Regions from separate parts of the Mus musculus genome. Here regions 1 and 3 are each linked to region 2. A link is a contact called in public HiChIP or PLAC-seq data. All regions are on one chromosome and are shown on one strand. The core of a region is the stretch at or near the end of the contact, and the rest is flanking DNA. Distances in the headings are between cores, read along the strand shown. Region 1 has its middle 9.9 kb from the start of Gm13985. Region 2 has its middle 22 kb from the start of Gm32137. Region 3 overlaps Gm32210 (a long non-coding RNA gene).

What was found. HiChIP or PLAC-seq counts read pairs in DNA pulled down with a chosen protein or histone mark.
Region 1: a FOXA1 HiChIP or PLAC-seq map of pancreatic cancer cells shows a contact between it and region 2. The contact joins two enhancer-like sites. A contact is called at or near these places in 4 of 484 Hi-C or Micro-C datasets (adipose-derived mesenchymal stem cells, embryonic fibroblasts and ventricular fibroblasts) and 3 of 115 datasets of contacts at active chromatin or transcription factors (embryonic fibroblasts, pancreatic cancer cells and vascular smooth muscle cells).
Region 3: a FOXA1 HiChIP or PLAC-seq map of pancreatic cancer cells shows a contact between it and region 2. The contact joins two enhancer-like sites. A contact is called at or near these places in 2 of 484 Hi-C or Micro-C datasets (adipose-derived mesenchymal stem cells and embryonic fibroblasts) and 2 of 115 datasets of contacts at active chromatin or transcription factors (embryonic fibroblasts and pancreatic cancer cells).

The regions. Positions count from the first base shown.
Region 1 is chr2:117,801,521-117,804,220 of GRCm38.p6, reverse strand. No RefSeq gene overlaps it. Among named protein-coding and RNA genes, the nearest start is that of Gm13985, 9.9 kb to the left of the region's middle. Within about 2 kb of position 1,325, at least 51 of the 459 cell types and tissues checked have an H3K27ac peak or open chromatin away from gene starts, as enhancers often do. A contact at or near this core is called in pancreatic cancer cells, where this site is marked.
Region 2 is chr2:117,460,330-117,463,029 of GRCm38.p6, reverse strand. No RefSeq gene overlaps it. Among named protein-coding and RNA genes, the nearest start is that of Gm32137, 22 kb to the right of the region's middle. Within about 2 kb of position 1,254, at least 22 of the 459 cell types and tissues checked have an H3K27ac peak or open chromatin away from gene starts, as enhancers often do. A contact at or near this core is called in pancreatic cancer cells, where this site is marked.
Region 3 is chr2:117,742,605-117,745,304 of GRCm38.p6, reverse strand. All of the region lies in intron 2 of Gm32210 (a long non-coding RNA gene), which reads right to left. Among named protein-coding and RNA genes, the nearest start is that of Gm32210, 39 kb to the right of the region's middle. Within about 2 kb of position 1,269, at least 39 of the 459 cell types and tissues checked have an H3K27ac peak or open chromatin away from gene starts, as enhancers often do. A contact at or near this core is called in pancreatic cancer cells, where this site is marked.

The DNA of each region.
Region 1 (2,700 bases), core at 76-2,575, 340 kb before region 2:
GCACATAGATTTAGCAAATTTGGGATTCTCTCCTTCTATATAGTAAGATAAATATAGATATATCCATACAGACTTAACTTCAATTAATTTTCATAGCTCTAGAAGCCTTGAGTAAAATGACAACAGCCATTACATATCATGGAACCCCAATGATATTGCATGTGACTGTGGTGAGCTTGAAATAAGAAAGATTTGTTCTTCCAAACTTGTGCTGCTGATAAGCTTATTAAGAATATTTTATTCAACTAAATTAAAATAAAAAGTAATAGTAAAATACATCAAACACAGATATTCATCAGATAGTCTTACTAGGCAAGCAATCTGTAGTCACCATATTGGAAGACCACTTGGCATATTTATTGGCTAGATGTGCAGATGCCTGCAGAATCAGCCATTTGGTTTCCAGTATAGACTTAGCAGAAGTGAGTAACTGCAAAAAGGTCAAGTTGGAAAGTAACCAAAGAGTTGAACAGTAAAGAAACATTATCTGTTCATACAGTTAATGGCAGTGTAATTAACAGGACAAGAAGAATGAAGATCCCCAACCCTTAGCATACAACACCATGAAAGAAATTCATAAACATTATTCTGAGTAAAATTTAAAAAACGACACTTACATATAAGGTGAAACATGTTTATATTATTAAAACCCAGAATAGAGTTTATCCATAGACAGTATGAGAGGAGATCCTGGGATAGTGTCTAATTTCTTCAGCTGTATCTTAGTTGGATTGATATGTCACATTTGTAGACATGTGTCTGGCATCACATGCCATCTATGATTAAGCTATTTTATCTGTGTCCATTATATTTCAACAATCATTTTGTAGTTTTTTTTCCCCATGTGCTAGTTCATTCAACTTACACAATAACTCCAGGCAATAAGAAGGGCGGGATAACTTTCTCCCAGTTACCAAGAAGTGAACCTGACTCAAAGTTTTGTCCAAAGCCTTTGGGCTGATTAGTCATAGATCAAGATCAGGTAAAAGAAGGCAGTGCTTTATAGGCAGATCGCTCTGATGCCTAAAAGGTATTTAATAAATACTGTCTAGTGCTAAGTTGTAGAGTTCCTAGTAACAAAAAGGTAGTCATCTTACCGTGAAATTTTCTGGGGCAGTGGTGCATGTGTATGTGTGTGTGTGAGTGTATAGTGTGTGTGTGTGTGTGTGTGTGTGTGTGTGTGTGTGTGTGTGTGTGTGTGTGAGATCTCTGGCTGGATCACATGCATTCTCTCCTCAGAAGGAAACAGAGATATGCTCTGATTCAAATGCCCTTGGTGCTGCCAAAATACCTGTGGAAAATTGTGCAACTATGTCCCTCTAGGGCTTAGAAGTGAATGAGTCACACCCTCAGTTCTCAGACATAGTGCCCAGGAAAACAGGAAAGCTCACGTCGGCAGAAATCCATTATGTGACCTTGGATTAATCATTGAGCTTCTTTAGGGGCAATTGTCTGAAAGACCAATAGTATGAGATTCCCTCACTTAGAACCATATGTGTGTTCCTCCTGTAGTATACCTTTGTGAGGTTCCCTAAGGTTTTTTCCCTTCCACACATGCAACCATATTTCATCATTTTTAGAGGCATTGGACTGTATTCAAACTTGCCAGTTCCCTTCTGGTCACTTAAGATCAGATTTTACTTGTTTACATTTGAAATTCAGCATGGCCAGTTCCCTGCCTATCTTTAGCTAAGAAAGAAGACAATCAACTGAGTTATATAAGTAACCAGAAGTCATATGCAATTTCTTAATCATGCTTCCTCACAAAATATTCTATAGATGAGCTAGGATGTGGTACAGTGGTTGCTAAGCATGGCACAGGGCCATGAGTTCTATCCCCAAAAGTGCAAAAAAAAAAAAGTGTAATAAAACTTTTCTTGTCAACATAAAATTCCAGTTATTTATGATGTGGAAAACAAAAGAGATAAGAAGTCCCAGAAATGAAATCTGTAATTACTTGGATAATAACTCTGAACCTTCTTTGGAAAAAAATATGTAGAATGTAAAATGTTTTGATTTAGGGCTCAACTGTAATGTCAAGGTCATCCAATCATCCAATGAGCTCAGAAGGAATCTGAGAAAAATAAAGAGATAAATAGAAGCAGATGTTTGGAAACACTTGAATATTGCTAGGGAAATTGTATGGTTAGAAATCAAAATGTCTGTGTTGTATCCTCCACCCTAATAAGGCTATGATATCAGGCATTTAAGTGGCTGTTCAGCAACTTTTCAGAAAAGAGCCATGGTTCCATGTCCTCTATCACTAAATGCCTCCATGAGGTGTATTTTGAAATGAAGTCTTTGTTAGGATACCCCGAAGGAGCTATCCTGTCATGATTTCTATTACTCAAGACCTGCATTTAAAATTAGCAAAAGAGCATTTTGTTGGCAAGGAGATAACATTAGAAAGATTTTGTTTTTCAATTGGTCAGCACTTTCATCCTCAGAAGCAAACTTCTCTTGCTTTTAGTTGGTACAATGGCAAGAAGTAGAAACTCCCAGTTTATATTTAGTTGTCAAAGCATGACGTGCTGTTAACATAGTTCTGTGGAAGATATCGAGCCCTAAGGATCAAACCACAGATTAACAAAAGCCCAGTGAGGAGGTAGGATCTTCTGAAGTCCTCGGAGGGAAGGCTGGCCACGCGTCATGTGAAGGTGGCAAAGGAGAGGTCATTGCAATATGGGATTCAGGAGTCTC
Region 2 (2,700 bases), core at 5-2,504:
GAAGTCTAGCTTCCATAGTACTAGAATGAACGTATTATGCAAGTTGCCAAGGGAATGAAGCAATGAAAAGTCCTCTCTGGCTGTGACACCTATGAACCATAGTGCTGAGCTGCAGAGCAAGATATCAATAAAGGAGCAATAATAGCACTTACGTTGGCAGCCCGCAGCTGTCTAAGTGAATTTAAAGCCCACTCAACAGGAGAGATGTCAGGCTTGGTACCTGAAACTGAGCCAACTACTGGGTTTAGTGAAGCCATGAATCTTAGGAAAAATCTCCTATAATCATTTTACTATTAGCCTAATTCCTTACTACGTCTTGGATCATCTCCTTATTCCCACAAATAAGTGCAACTCTTATCCCTTCATTTTTGTCTTTACAGCAAATAGAGATCATTACAGAAAACCAACTGGCCACACTGTAGTGATCAATGGGTGGTGTGGAGTCCAGCCCCAAAAGGTATATCTTCAGCACGACTCCTGCATTGAAGGTTCAGAGAACATCAGGAAAAGAGTTGGGCAGAAAGACTGCAAGACCCAGGAAGCTAGAAAGTCTACCTTAACAATGTGTGTCCTAGAAACAGCTGCCTAAACAAGACCAGGACAATAACAATATCAACAGGCATGCTAACATGGAGTCTCACCCCCTAGACAAAGAACTGAAAGATGGTTTTGAAAATGAGCCAGAGATAATAAGAGGTGCAGACTCATCCCTACTTGATTGACATTTGAGCTCTTGGCCATACCCTAGATTTGACAGTTGGTAGTTTTGTACATAATAGAAAACTCAAGGCTCCGGAATTTCCATGTGTTTCCTGTGACTGATTTTCACACAGATGCCTTTGTCGAGCACAGAGGCTAAGATCCCTGAAGCTAGTTAGGGATCTCTGCAGCCAGGTCATTGAGGAAATGCCAGGTTACCCACAAGCATTTCAGGAGTCCTGGAAATTCTCTAATGAACAAACCCACACCCACAGAGCACTATTTTAATAGGGCCAGATTGCCCCATAAGGTATGTAGAACTTAGTTCCATTGGGTCCTCATGTTTGCTGGCTAGCCACTGGAGGAAACAGTTTGTGGACACTTCTTGGTATTCAACCACTATGTCCAAGGAAGACCTGTGCTTGCCCAGTGCTTTCCCCATCCTCTAGGACCCCCAGAAACTTGTTAGCTGCATCCAAGCCCACATTAGGGCAGCAAAGTGAACAAGAATCACTCAGATCCTCTAACCACAAGTTGTGAAGTCCCCACTCTGAGCCAAAGTGCATAGCTGGGCTGAGTTGTGGGCAGGGGAGGGGAGTAGAGGACAGGCTTCCTCCGCTGTTGGTTTTACCTCTAACCACAAGGAAATTTTCCACCATCTTTATTATTTCTGGCATGAAGCCATACCATAGGAAAGGGGAATTTTGGTTAAGAAAAGAGATATGGATTCTGGTGAGTGAGTAAGGGACACGGAGTGAAGAAAGGGGTGAGCCAGAAAACAAGAAGAGAGAACCAAAACCAGGCAGAGGAATGTGGTAAGTGATCAGAGGCAGGGTGCAATAACTGGGTAAGTATCTGAATAGCCAGGTTATATGATGGAGTTAGGTTTCTAGATTCAATTATTAAATCAGGTTAAGTCAGTACATACTGACTTATCTATACTATGATATTCCTACATCAGTTTTATGTCTGGTTCTATGTCAATCAAAATAACTCTAATATCCATGAGCAGCTTATCTGGGGACCTCACAGTCTGGCTCATTATTAAATAAAATGTGAAGGCTTTTTCCAAGTAAGTCCATGATGTAATTCTCTTCTCTACACCTCTCCCTCAAAACCCAAATAACACACTTACAGAAGTACATTGGCTTAAAAGGCACCCAGACCAACTGTGGATTATACTCATGCCTTATTAAATGATGTAACTTCTCAGCTTTCTCTTCCATTCCAGAAGTCAAGCAGAATGAAGATTGATTGGTTAAAGAGGTAAGTTGGGATTCTGTCAGATTTTATTCTTCTAGAGTTACTGGCACTTGGTACTGAGATGATGGAACAGTTGGAAGCCATTCATGAACACTTCCAGAGTGATTGAGAGTTGCTGTTGTGACTTGAGACCTGTATCATCCAGAGTTTACCTTCGAAGATGTTCTCAGCACAACTATTGCTGTTGGCTAGACTTGGAAGATCCAGTAGGACACTTTCCTCCAAACCATTATAGACACAGGCATAGCAGAAGTAATGTCATCCAAGGACCACAAGCAGTCTAGCTCAGAGCAAATATAATCTACAATCTGAGATGCTCTGTGTCTTAGCAAAGAAAAATAGGAGCAAAGATGGAGAAAGACATAGGTATCCAAGGAGAGGAGAGTCAGTAGAGCAAGTACCTCCAGAAGGAGGATGGGAATGCAGGACACACATGCAATCACAGGAAAAAGAGAATAACATGTAGGCAGAGATGATGAAGGTATGAGGAATCAGGAAACTCCCCTTCCTGCCTTTGATGAATTTTGCAATCCTGAGCCAACTGATCCTGAGAAGTTGCATGCATTTTGTTCCCAGCATCCATGTGAATGGCTCACAACCACCTGTCACTCCGGCTCCAGGGTATTTGATTCTGACTTTTGTGAGCACTGACATGCATGCGTGTGCGCTCACACACATGCACACACACACACAAATAAAAATAAAATAGTATTAAAAGTTAACATTTAATTCCACTTC
Region 3 (2,700 bases), core at 20-2,519, 280 kb before region 2:
GAAAACACTGGAGAAATTTCAAGAAGAAATTTCTATTTGAGTTCTCAAAAAGGGTCTCTGAATCTAAAATGTGGACAAAGTGAGGACCACATTGGGATGAGGGGTTGAGGTGACTCAAAAGAGTGGAGATCTGATTATGTCAAGAATTGGAAGCAGGTAATAAGAACATGCATATCCATCTCTAGAAATTCTTATTCAATAAGACCTCTTCATATTTGTGACCAAAGTCAAGGAGAAAGAAAATATCAATGCTCATGACCAATTTCTCAAAGGCATTGCTCAGTACAGTAGATTCTGTATTTGGGCATCCTTTTTTGAGGCTGATGACAGCCCAATGTCACTTGCCTTTCTTACATGTATTCACTTTTCCTAACTACTGCTAATTATCCACAATGCTATGTGTTTTACCTTTATCGGTCAGTGGATTGCTAAGACCCTGATAGCATACCCATTCGCTGTCCTTGCTCAAATACTTTTAGCATGGGCAGAGGAGAAGCCAGAGATTATCAGTAGAATATACCTTCCTTCTAGCCATCCATTTGACCTAGTACACTGCACATTCCTTTACATACCTGCTGATCAGTTGACTAATAGTCATTTCTTAACATTCAAACTTCCTGTTGCAGTTGTTCCCTAGTAGAAATGATATTCCTCCAGGAAATCAGGACTCTAATACTGATCTAATCTCAGTACTGGCATCAGTTCTAGTCTCAGTTTTAAAACTATAGGGATTTGTTCAAGGCTGCTTTTACATTTTAATAACAAGGAAAATAATTTTCAACAAAGGAAACCTGAAACTCTACACAGGAATACATCATTCATCAGGCGAGTCTAGGCTTTAGGGGCAGGATGCTAATTTTGACCCCCACTACTAGTGTGAGAAGAGATGAATTATCAACTCTAGGCATTGTTTTCATCTTAGAGTCAGAGCTCTCTATTCTGTGGAATTTGTATAAAATCTGACTTAAGAGTTGCATGAAAGAACTTATACGAGGTGACATTCACTACAGCATTGCCACCCTCCATGTTGATTTCTAATGTGACATAAAGTTCTCAGTAAAAAGAGACAGCCCTTGTCCTTCTGCCCCATCTGGGCTCCCCTTTCTTCCTCCCTCACACATAATCCTGAGTGCCCTCTGGGAAAGATAACCTAGGAAACCACAAAACAAATACAGAAGTGTTTACATTTTCTCAGTAGCAAAAATAGCCAGAGTTGACTGGTCTTTCTCAACACTCCTTGATGCATGACTAAGAGACTTTTGAAATGTCTTCTTAAGTTTTCCTACTAGGGATATTGGTATTTCCCCACCATCCCACTCCTAGCATCTGAAGAGCTGTGTCATTTCTCAGAGGACTATTCAGGCCTTCCTATGCAGCTATTCCGAGAAATGAACTAACCTCTTTAGCACAGTGAGATGTGATATGCATAAATTTTAACACTGGGTCCTATCTATATGGAGTGATATAGCGAAATGGGAATGGAGACAGTGACTATACAGATGGAGGAAGATTCTCAGGGTTGTTAGAGGGAGTACTATAAATGGAGAAAGGTGATACTGCACTGTAACTTGGCCTTGAATCTATACAGAACTCTCATTTACACTATCCCCATGGGCTCAACATATATCTTTCATCTTCTAGGCATTTATTTCCTCATTCATGAAATTGGAAGGACTTTGAATCCAGCTTCATGTAGTTAAGTGAAAGAGATGACAAATGATAAGTGCCTTGGGGACAGTGAACACTACTAATTTTCAATAGAACTTCTTTTGTCTCTGTTCCACCCCAATCTATGTCCACACTGAACTAGATTCTTGCAGAGCAAAGAAATAGCCCCAATTTTAAGTTCCTCCCTGTTCACACATTGGCTGGAGAATGTCCATTACATTGGACATGCATTTTTACTGTTTATTTTACCTGCTTGCCAATGGGTGTTTAAAAGATTATGACTGCCCAAGTAGGTACTGGGTACAATATACTTGTACCAGTGAAATAAGCATTGTCATGGTTAATCTTGGTTAATCTTCATAACTGGATCTAGAATGGCAAGTCTCTGGGCACACTTCTGGGTGATTTTCTTGATTAAGTTAATTGAAGTGAAAAGGCCCATCATAAATGTGTGGTTTCTGGATGGTGGCTGAGCTATAAGGAGGACTGGTGGAAAATCTTCTGTTTACATCTTCTTGGCAAATTCATCTCTCTACCTATGAGTTCATTTGCCTTGTTGAACTGCTGCTGCTAATTGTTGTTGTTGATGTTATTGTTATTGTTGCTATTGTTGTTAACATGGGATCTCAGCATCTTTCACATTCTAACATGAAATAAAGGCCATTGGCTCTCCAGGAATCACCCAGGCCTTTCGCACTAGGTTGAGATTGCTGAGGCATCCAGCTCTATCAACTAAATAGTTTCCATAATTTCAGCATCCCTGGAGTAAGGATTGTCATATTTGTACAACACACATATATGGGTTCTTACCCTCTGAGTACCCAGATAATACTGGTATTCTACCAGTAAAACAGAGAAAGCCCCATAGGGTCTTTCACTACTACCTTGGAATTTCAATGTCAAGCAAAGAAATCAAGAGCATCTTTAGAGCCAGACTTTACCTACCAAAGCCTGGCATACAACTGGAAGGATTATGACAACAGCCATAGTGGAAGTGGTCTCAGCATTGTAGTCATGGTGAGGTTATCTCAA